Regions from separate parts of the Mus musculus genome. Here region 1 is linked to region 2. Evidence: chromatin contacts called from public ChIA-PET data. All regions are on one chromosome and are shown on one strand. Each heading gives the region's core, a stretch centred on a gene start, on an enhancer-like site or on the middle of the called end of the contact. The rest is flanking DNA. Distances are from core to core; before and after follow the strand shown. Region 1 overlaps Sae1 (SUMO1 activating enzyme subunit 1). Region 2 holds the start of Napa (N-ethylmaleimide sensitive fusion protein attachment protein alpha).

What was found. ChIA-PET counts read pairs in DNA pulled down with a chosen protein or histone mark.
Region 1: a contact with region 2 is called in an RNA polymerase II ChIA-PET map of effector CD8 T cells, with 6 read pairs. The contact joins the enhancer-like site here to the promoter of Napa in region 2. A contact is called at or near these places in 6 of 39 promoter capture datasets (cranial neural crest, embryonic stem cells, liver and 3 more), 1 of 115 datasets of contacts at active chromatin or transcription factors (effector CD8 T cells) and 2 of 9 other capture datasets (liver and pancreatic islet).

Annotation. Positions count from the first base shown.
Region 1 is chr7:16,328,435-16,332,280 of GRCm38.p6, forward strand. Sae1 (SUMO1 activating enzyme subunit 1) reads right to left here. Exons shown (of 9, transcript NM_019748.3): 8 at 2,179-2,248. Among named protein-coding and RNA genes, the nearest start is that of Bbc3, 21 kb to the left of the region's middle. Within about 2 kb of position 1,862, at least 16 of the 459 cell types and tissues checked have an H3K27ac peak or open chromatin away from gene starts, as enhancers often do. A contact at or near this core is called in effector CD8 T cells, where this site is marked.
Region 2 is chr7:16,097,066-16,100,741 of GRCm38.p6, forward strand. It overlaps Napa (N-ethylmaleimide sensitive fusion protein attachment protein alpha), which reads left to right and starts at 1,515. Exons shown (of 11, transcript NM_025898.4): 1 at 1,515-1,709. The coding sequence starts at 1,612.

The DNA of each region.
Region 1 (3,846 bases), core at 612-3,111, 230 kb after region 2:
ATGTATAACGGTTTAGTGCTCCTCAACTGTGGCTGGCCCACCTAAGCTCCAGGGGTCACCAGCATGTGCAGAACTCCTCTGCCATCCCTTCCTTGTCCCTCCCAGGATACATCTCTCAGTAACAGGAGCTGTTGTCATCAATGGGAAGGAGCATTATCTAATGGTGCCATAGAGACAACACTCCCAGAGCCTCCAAGCCAAAGGGGACATGACCCATATCTATATCCTTCATGGCTCTGCTGACTAGGCTGGTCTGGTCTCCTGGGCTCCCTGGCTCCAGCCTCCTGAACAGCTGCAACTGAAGGTGCTGGCTCAACTTGAGTTTTTTGGTTTTGGCCCTTTTTTTTTTTTTGAGACAGGGTTTCTCTGTGTAGCCCTGGCTGTCCTGGAACTCACTTTGTAGACCAGGCTGCCCTCAAACTCAGAAATCCGCCTGCCTCTGCCTCCCAAGTGTTGGGATTCATGCGCCACCACTGCTGGGCTCAACTTGAGTTTTAATATGAGGTCTGCTATGGCTGCTGTTTTCACTCTTCCCTCTACCACCATGGACAGAAACTCATGGGCCACAGGGATGGCTGAAGCCTATAAAGCCTGCCAGACAGTGAGCGACTAGAAGGATACAAAGGAGGGAGGGAGGAGGAAAACCTGATCTGCGGGACTTTCACACTCTCCCTCGAACTGCTCCCAAGTACTTTTAATAGGTGCTCAGAGCGAGGGCCTCAGATGCAGGCCTTCCTGCCAGCTGGCTGTAGTGTGCTAAGCAGAGGGAGTGGAGGGATGAAGGGACAGGGCAGAGGGTGAACATGGGGCAAAAGGTAAAGTGATTCTCAAGCAAGTTGGGGTACGAGATTCCAAACACACCCAGCAACCAAGAATGTAGAGTGCTCTGGCTGTCTGGGGTAAACAGAAACAAGATGCTGAGCAACAGCTGTACCCAGCAGGCAGGAAGGAGGGGGCAGCATTAAGACAGGGATGTGTAGAGAAGCCACCATCAACAATGGTTCCAGGCCACCTGCCCCAGCCTCCACTCTCCAACCTCACCTCCCCCCAGGGCAAACAGTGCCATGCGAGTCTCTGGAGTGGTGCTATTAGGGCAACATCTGCAGAGCCTCTAGGTTCTCCTGTTTCTCCAGCCCTTGCTGTCTAGAGTGTAGAAGTGGGGAGACTTGGGCAAATGAGTTTAGACCAGAGAGCAAATCAGCAAAGGAGACAAAAAGATGGTAAAGCTACAGGATTCAAGGAGACCCCAAGTCAAAGCAGCAAGAACCAGTATCTCCACACACTGCCCTCCTCAGTCTGAACGTGAAGAGACGTGGAAGTCAGCCAGCCAGCCATGTCTCTGTCCACAAGAGACATGACTACAGACACTTCTGCAGAAGAGCTGTCGTGTGGCTCATGTTTGCATTCCCAGCACTCAGGAGGCCAAGAGTCAGCCTGAGTTGTCGAATAAGATCCTATCTCAAAAGACAAAAACAAAACAAAACAAAACAAAAACCAAACAAAATTAAAGTTTCTGAATTTAGGAGCCTTGGGCATGCTAAACAAACACTAGCACTGAGCTACACCCTAGCCCTGCATAAGACAAACTTAAGAAAGTTGGGCAAATATTTAAGTCTCCAAAGGAAATAAAATCTACTTCAAAGTTTGCCATAGTTTTAGCAAACCAGGGGACGGGGCGGGGAAGGAAAAAAAAAGTTTTAGTAAACCAAATATTCTAGAAGAGTTACATAGTTCCTAGACCTAGTCTTCTTTTAAGTCGTTAACTGTCATAACAGGAGGTCACAGGTCACTGTAGAGCCACTCATGTGGCTGCTGGTAGATCACGCGTCCTATAGACACTGAACTTAACCCTCCTCTACACATACTCACAGCATGCAGAATAAACAGGGTGCCCTGACACCACTCTGACGGATGTCGGTTAGGGTCATAGCTGTTGGATCTCTTTTCTATGTTTTCCTCTTAGATGGAAACCTGCTCACACGACTGGTAGAGCAGACAAAGTGGCAACTATAGGCAGCATCCAAGACCACTAGCTGGCTGGCCCATGATGGCCTGAGTACAGGGCCAGGGCATGCAAGGTTGAGGGGCTAGAGAGCAAGCAGGTCTGCCACCCCTTGGCTCTGTGAGTGTGCGGGCAGGGCCTTGAGGTCAGCCGTCAGCTCCACATGATGACTTTACCTTCACAATTTCCTGTGCCAAGATCCCTCCAACCACAGCACATACTGGGGCCATCTCAGAGAAGCAGTACCTAGAAGACAAACAAGAAAAACATAGCACCAGGGCACAGGAAGGTAGAGGGGTGGGGACCAGCCAGGGGCTGTCCTGGATAAAAGTCCTAGTCAGAGCCCAGTGCTAGAGCTGGTATCCAGGCGTGAAAATTAAATTTGACCCCAGGGGCTCTTAAGTGGGTGGGGAAGACCTTTAACTTTGCAAAGCATGAATTCCTTCACATGATTCTTTTTCTTTTTTTTAAGTTCAAGGAAACACTATATCTGTGCTTCCTAAAAATAAGGTCCTACAAACACCAGATGTGTGAGTGGCCCCAGCACATTCTCGCAATTCTCCTCTCGGCACACGGGCAGTGGGTTCTTCTGTATGCTATTCCCAGAACCATGGGCGAGCAGGCTGTGTTACGTGCTAGAATAAATAAAGTAAACATGGGTACAGCACAAAGTCTGCACGACCCTCATCGGCTAGAGTGCTCAGAGGAAAATCTCAGGAGAGCCCAACTGGCCTCCTCCAATCACCCTCCTGGGGTCCAAAACACAGAAGGAGCACTTTAGAGGAGCAAAGTGGGACATCAGGCCGCCATGATCCTCTCACACAGGCACATATGCCTTTTAGACATCTTTATTATTTTTTATTAATTAATTTTTTTACACTCCATATTTTATCCTCCCACCCCGATCCATCCTTGTCTTCTAGACATTTTTAAAGGTGTGTCACCTATACACATAATAACATAAACCCAATTACCAACATCTATTTTTTGATCTGGTAAACCAATGGTTGCTGTTTAAACTGTTTTTGTGGAACCACACATCAACCATCCATCTTGGTACTGAGCTTCGAATGTCTCTTAAAATGACACGTGTATGTCAATGCTAAAATACACTGCAGACAGGACTGCTGCATTTTAGACATGGCACATAGAACATAACAAAGTAAACCCCAATGACCAGGTGTGGTATCACTGTTCCTTCTATCACAAAACCAAAGAGAAAATAGAGTATGCAGTTCAAGCTGGTGCTGTCCTGAGTCCTCCTCCTTCAGCCTCTGGAGGGCTAGAGATACAAAGTGAGGACCATTCCCACTGCTAGCTTGTGTTGCTTGTTTTGTGTTTTGCCGGGGGAACTTAAGGTGCTCTACCACCCTGTCACATTTTATTGGCCCTCTTTTTACTTTTTGAGACAGGATCTCACTAAGGTGTTCAACTTGACCTTATAATCTTTCTGCCTTTACCTCCTGAGCAGCTTACATCACAGGATGCACTGCCACATCCAGCTATTTAACCAAACCAACCAACCAAACAACCAACCAACCAAAAGCTACTCACACACCCACATCCTACATGTTAACATTCCATAGTACTTTGGTTTTTTTTTGCCTCCTTAAAAAGTTTGAGGCTAGCCAGGCGTGGTGGCGCACGCCTTTAATCCCAGCACTCGGGAGGCAGAGGCAGGCGGATTTCTGAGTTTGCAGCCCACCTGGTCCACCAGGACAGCCAGGGCTGCACGAGGAGTAAACATTCAGACCCGAGTTTCATCCCGAGCACCCACATGAAAGCTAGGCATGCTGGAGAGAAGATGACATGCAGCGTTTCCTGACCAGCTAGTCTAGCCGATC
Region 2 (3,676 bases), core at 265-2,764:
TGAGTGACCCAACTCCATGAGTGGAAATGCAGTTCTGGCCTTATGGGTTGAGGGCATATAGTCATCCATTGCTGCATAGCTCATTGCTCCAAAAGGATGACACGTTGCAGCAAATGGAAGTGGAACCATATCTGCTTGTGGCCATCCAGACTCACCAGCTCTGAGGTCAGTGTACAGTCATGATGAGCACAGGTACATTTGGGGAAGTGTTCAATGGGAAAGGGTCAGAGGAAGATGTCTTTTGCCTTTTCCTGTCCCCAACACCCAACTCACATAACACTTTCCTCAAATGTTCCCTGCTAATCAGCGAAGTTCAGTAAAGAAGAGATACAGATTCCTGCACCACAGCACACTATAGGGATTGGAATCACTGTGGGCAGGGCCCTGGGGACTGACCTTTAGAATAACTGTAGATTTACAGAAAACTAGCCTATGCTAGTTCCCACATAGCAGTTTCTGTCCTATAGTAAGATGTTGCTCTTACTATAGCATAGTGTATTTAGTACAGATACTGAACCACTGTCAATAACTGACTGTCCATGCTTTATTTAGACTTTTCCACTAATTTTTAACTGTGTGTGTGTGTGTGTGTGTGTGTGTGTGTGTGTGTGTAGGCCAGAGGTTGATGTCAGGAGTCTTCTTCAGTTGTTCTGCACCTTAGTTTTCGAAACCAGGTCTCTCTCTGGCCCTGGAACTCATTGATTCTGCCAGACTGGCTGGCCAGCAAGCTCCAGGCATATGCCTGTCTCCCACCCACCCATTCCTGTTACAGGTGCCCGCTGACACACCCAGCTTTTTACATGGGACTGAGTATCTAGTGACATTCTGTGTGTGGCACTGCAAGATACTCCCTAAAGGCATTGTGTGTGTAGGTTAGAGAACAATTTGGAGGAGCTAGTTCTCACCTTCTACTATGTGGGTCCCAGGAATAGGAATATGGTTGTTAAACTTGGTAGCAAATGCCTTTAGCAGCTGAGCCATCCAGCTAGAAATGGAGACCTTCTGGATTCCCCAAGCCAATTCTAGAGACGATCGCCAGAGGGAGTAAGAAGGTTCGTTTTCACTGCACAGTTTTTTCCCAAGTGACTATGACGTAAAGCGAAACAGGAGGCGGAGCTAAACTGCTGGGTCAGTCAAACCTGGAGCATGAACCTAGAGGCGTCACATGAGCGCCGCGACACTGGTCAGGTGATTAGTGTGACCCAGTTCCGCCGAGGCGTGGCAGAACAAGTCTATAGAGCCTGCTGATTGGTTGGAGGGAGTCAAAGGTCGCGCTTTGGGGGCGGTGGGCTCTTGGCGGTTCGGGCTTATGATTGGCTTATTTGGTGTCACGTGGCAATGCGCTTGTGGGGGTTCCAGGAGGCTAGCGGCGTGTGCTCACGTGTTGGGGGGGGGGGGGTCAAGGTGCTGAGTGCGGTAGCCGGAGGGGGCGTGCCGGGAGGAGAGTGCCTCGCAGCTTGAGCCCACTGGTTGGTTCGCAGGGTTCACGTGGGGTGGCAGGCCTGGGTGACGTCAACGCAGCGGGCGGAGCTCCGCTGAGTGCGCGGTGTCCGGGGCCTGTGAGTCGTCGCCAGGCTGTGTCGGGCCTGAGCCGAGCAGCTGCGCGACGTCATGGACAACTCCGGGAAGCAGGCTGAGGCTATGGCGCTGCTGGCTGAAGCGGAGCGCAAGGTGAAGAACTCGCAGTCCTTCTTCTCCGGCCTCTTTGGGTGAGCAATGGGCGAGGCTGGGCCCAAGGCGGGGAAGAGCGGGCTCTTCTGCTCTGCACTTTGGGAGCCCCTCAGCGGCCTTGCAGGCCCTGGCCGTGGCCCTATGGCTGACGACACCCGCTGACTGGTGGCCGCGCCTTTCCCAGGCCGGTGCCCGTGGATCTGTGCGGCCCAGGCTGCCGGGGTGAGGACACCAGACCGAGGGGACCCGGGCTGGGGCGTCCTTGGGCATGATGAGCCGGAGTACGAGGTGTGAGGGTGAGTGGGGCCCTGCTAAGAGTGACTGATGGCGAGGCCTGGACTGAGAGGTGGAGACTTGTGCTTGGGGAACAAGCATGAATGGACAGTGACACTGGTTTTAGCCAAGACAATGGTGATGGGAGGATGAGGCACACAAGAGAATCATTAGGGTGGTAGGACCACCGCCTACTAGGTGGTCCTCAAGTCTGGAGTCTGAACACACCCAGGAGGTGGCAAATACCTCACACAAAGTTTATGCAAGTTTGCCATCTTCAGCCATATTAACTTAGGAGCAGCAGAACCCATGCTTGGGATGCGATTCCGAGGTTTCTTTATCTTAAGGGAGTAGGTCTCTCTGAAAGGGCTTGTTGGTAAAAACTAACTGCAGAAGTTTGTTATGAGTATAAACTATGTGTACTGTGCTCAGAATTGAGTCTGGCCCTCTGAAAGGCTCATCAGGCAGGAAGAAGCAGACTCAGAGAGTGTAAGATGCTGATGGGGAAACCAAGATGGTAGGAATTGGAGTGCTTGAGGGGTCTGGGGAGAGGGCCAGAGCCTTGGGATATAGGAGGGGGTAGGGGGAGACGACACTACATGGCAGCAGGCAAAGCTCTTGAAGGAACAGGCAGAGAGGAACACTGGGGAAAGGTCCAGGCAGGTGTTGAGGAAGAGCTGTGCAGGGGTAGGACACAAAATCAGAAGCCTCCAAAGCAAGGATGGAAGGATACAGAAGACAACCAGGAAGTTGGGGAAAGCTCTGGGAGAGACTGTTATAAGCTGGGTGAGGACAGAAAGACATGAAGGGGAGGGAGAGGATGAAGCCATCCCTTGTTGTTTGCCATCAGATAATGTTTAGCAAAGGAACTTGAAAAATGTTTATACCTGCTGCACAGACATCTGGTTAATGACAGGCTATGTCAGTTAGATGAGAATGTTTCATTAGAGAGAGTGTGAGTGTGTGTGTGTGTGTGTGTGTGTGTGTGTGTGTTTCTTCAGTCTTCACAAGGGAAGAAGTTCAGGTTAGGCGTGGTGTTGGGGCGGTGCCTCCCGCTCAGTTTTCAGCAGTAGTTTTCCTGATGGCTCAGTGTCTGATCTCTTTGGCCCAGAGAGATAAGTGTAGAGTTGGGCTGCTCCCAGGGGAGCAGCTGTGTGTCCACCTGTTTACCACTTCCCAGCCACTGGTAGAGCAGAGCTTTCTGGTATAAGGTATACGTTTGTATCATGCACTTAAAGTTCTTGAGCTGAAAAGAAACTTTGAGAACTTGAGGGAGGCTTTTGGTGAGGAGTGAAGCTGGGAACAGTGGCCTGGGAGGGCAGTCTAGGCATCAGGGATGGTGGGACAGGGACAGAGATGGCTTCTTAGAGGGTGGGCTTTCATCCAGGGCTGAGCAGGAGATCTAGGGGACTCTCAGTTGGAGAGCAGCAGAAGGGAGAAGCTTGAGAAAAGGCCCAGAAGCCTGCCTGCTGAAGGAAGAGTTAGTACAGGCAGAGTTCCAAGGCAGACCATGACTTTGGGGGGTGGGGGCTGGACATAGATGAAGCCTGTGAGCATGGGCTTGGATTTGAGGTACTGGGGAGCCTGCGGGATTTTAGTGAGGGCCTGTTGCAGTGGGTTCCTCTTTTACCCTTTAGAAAAAAAACACACACACATATAACAGCTGGTTATGGGACAGTGATGTGGAAGGAACCCTGTTACAGCAATAGTGGATCATGCCTGCCAGTTGCTC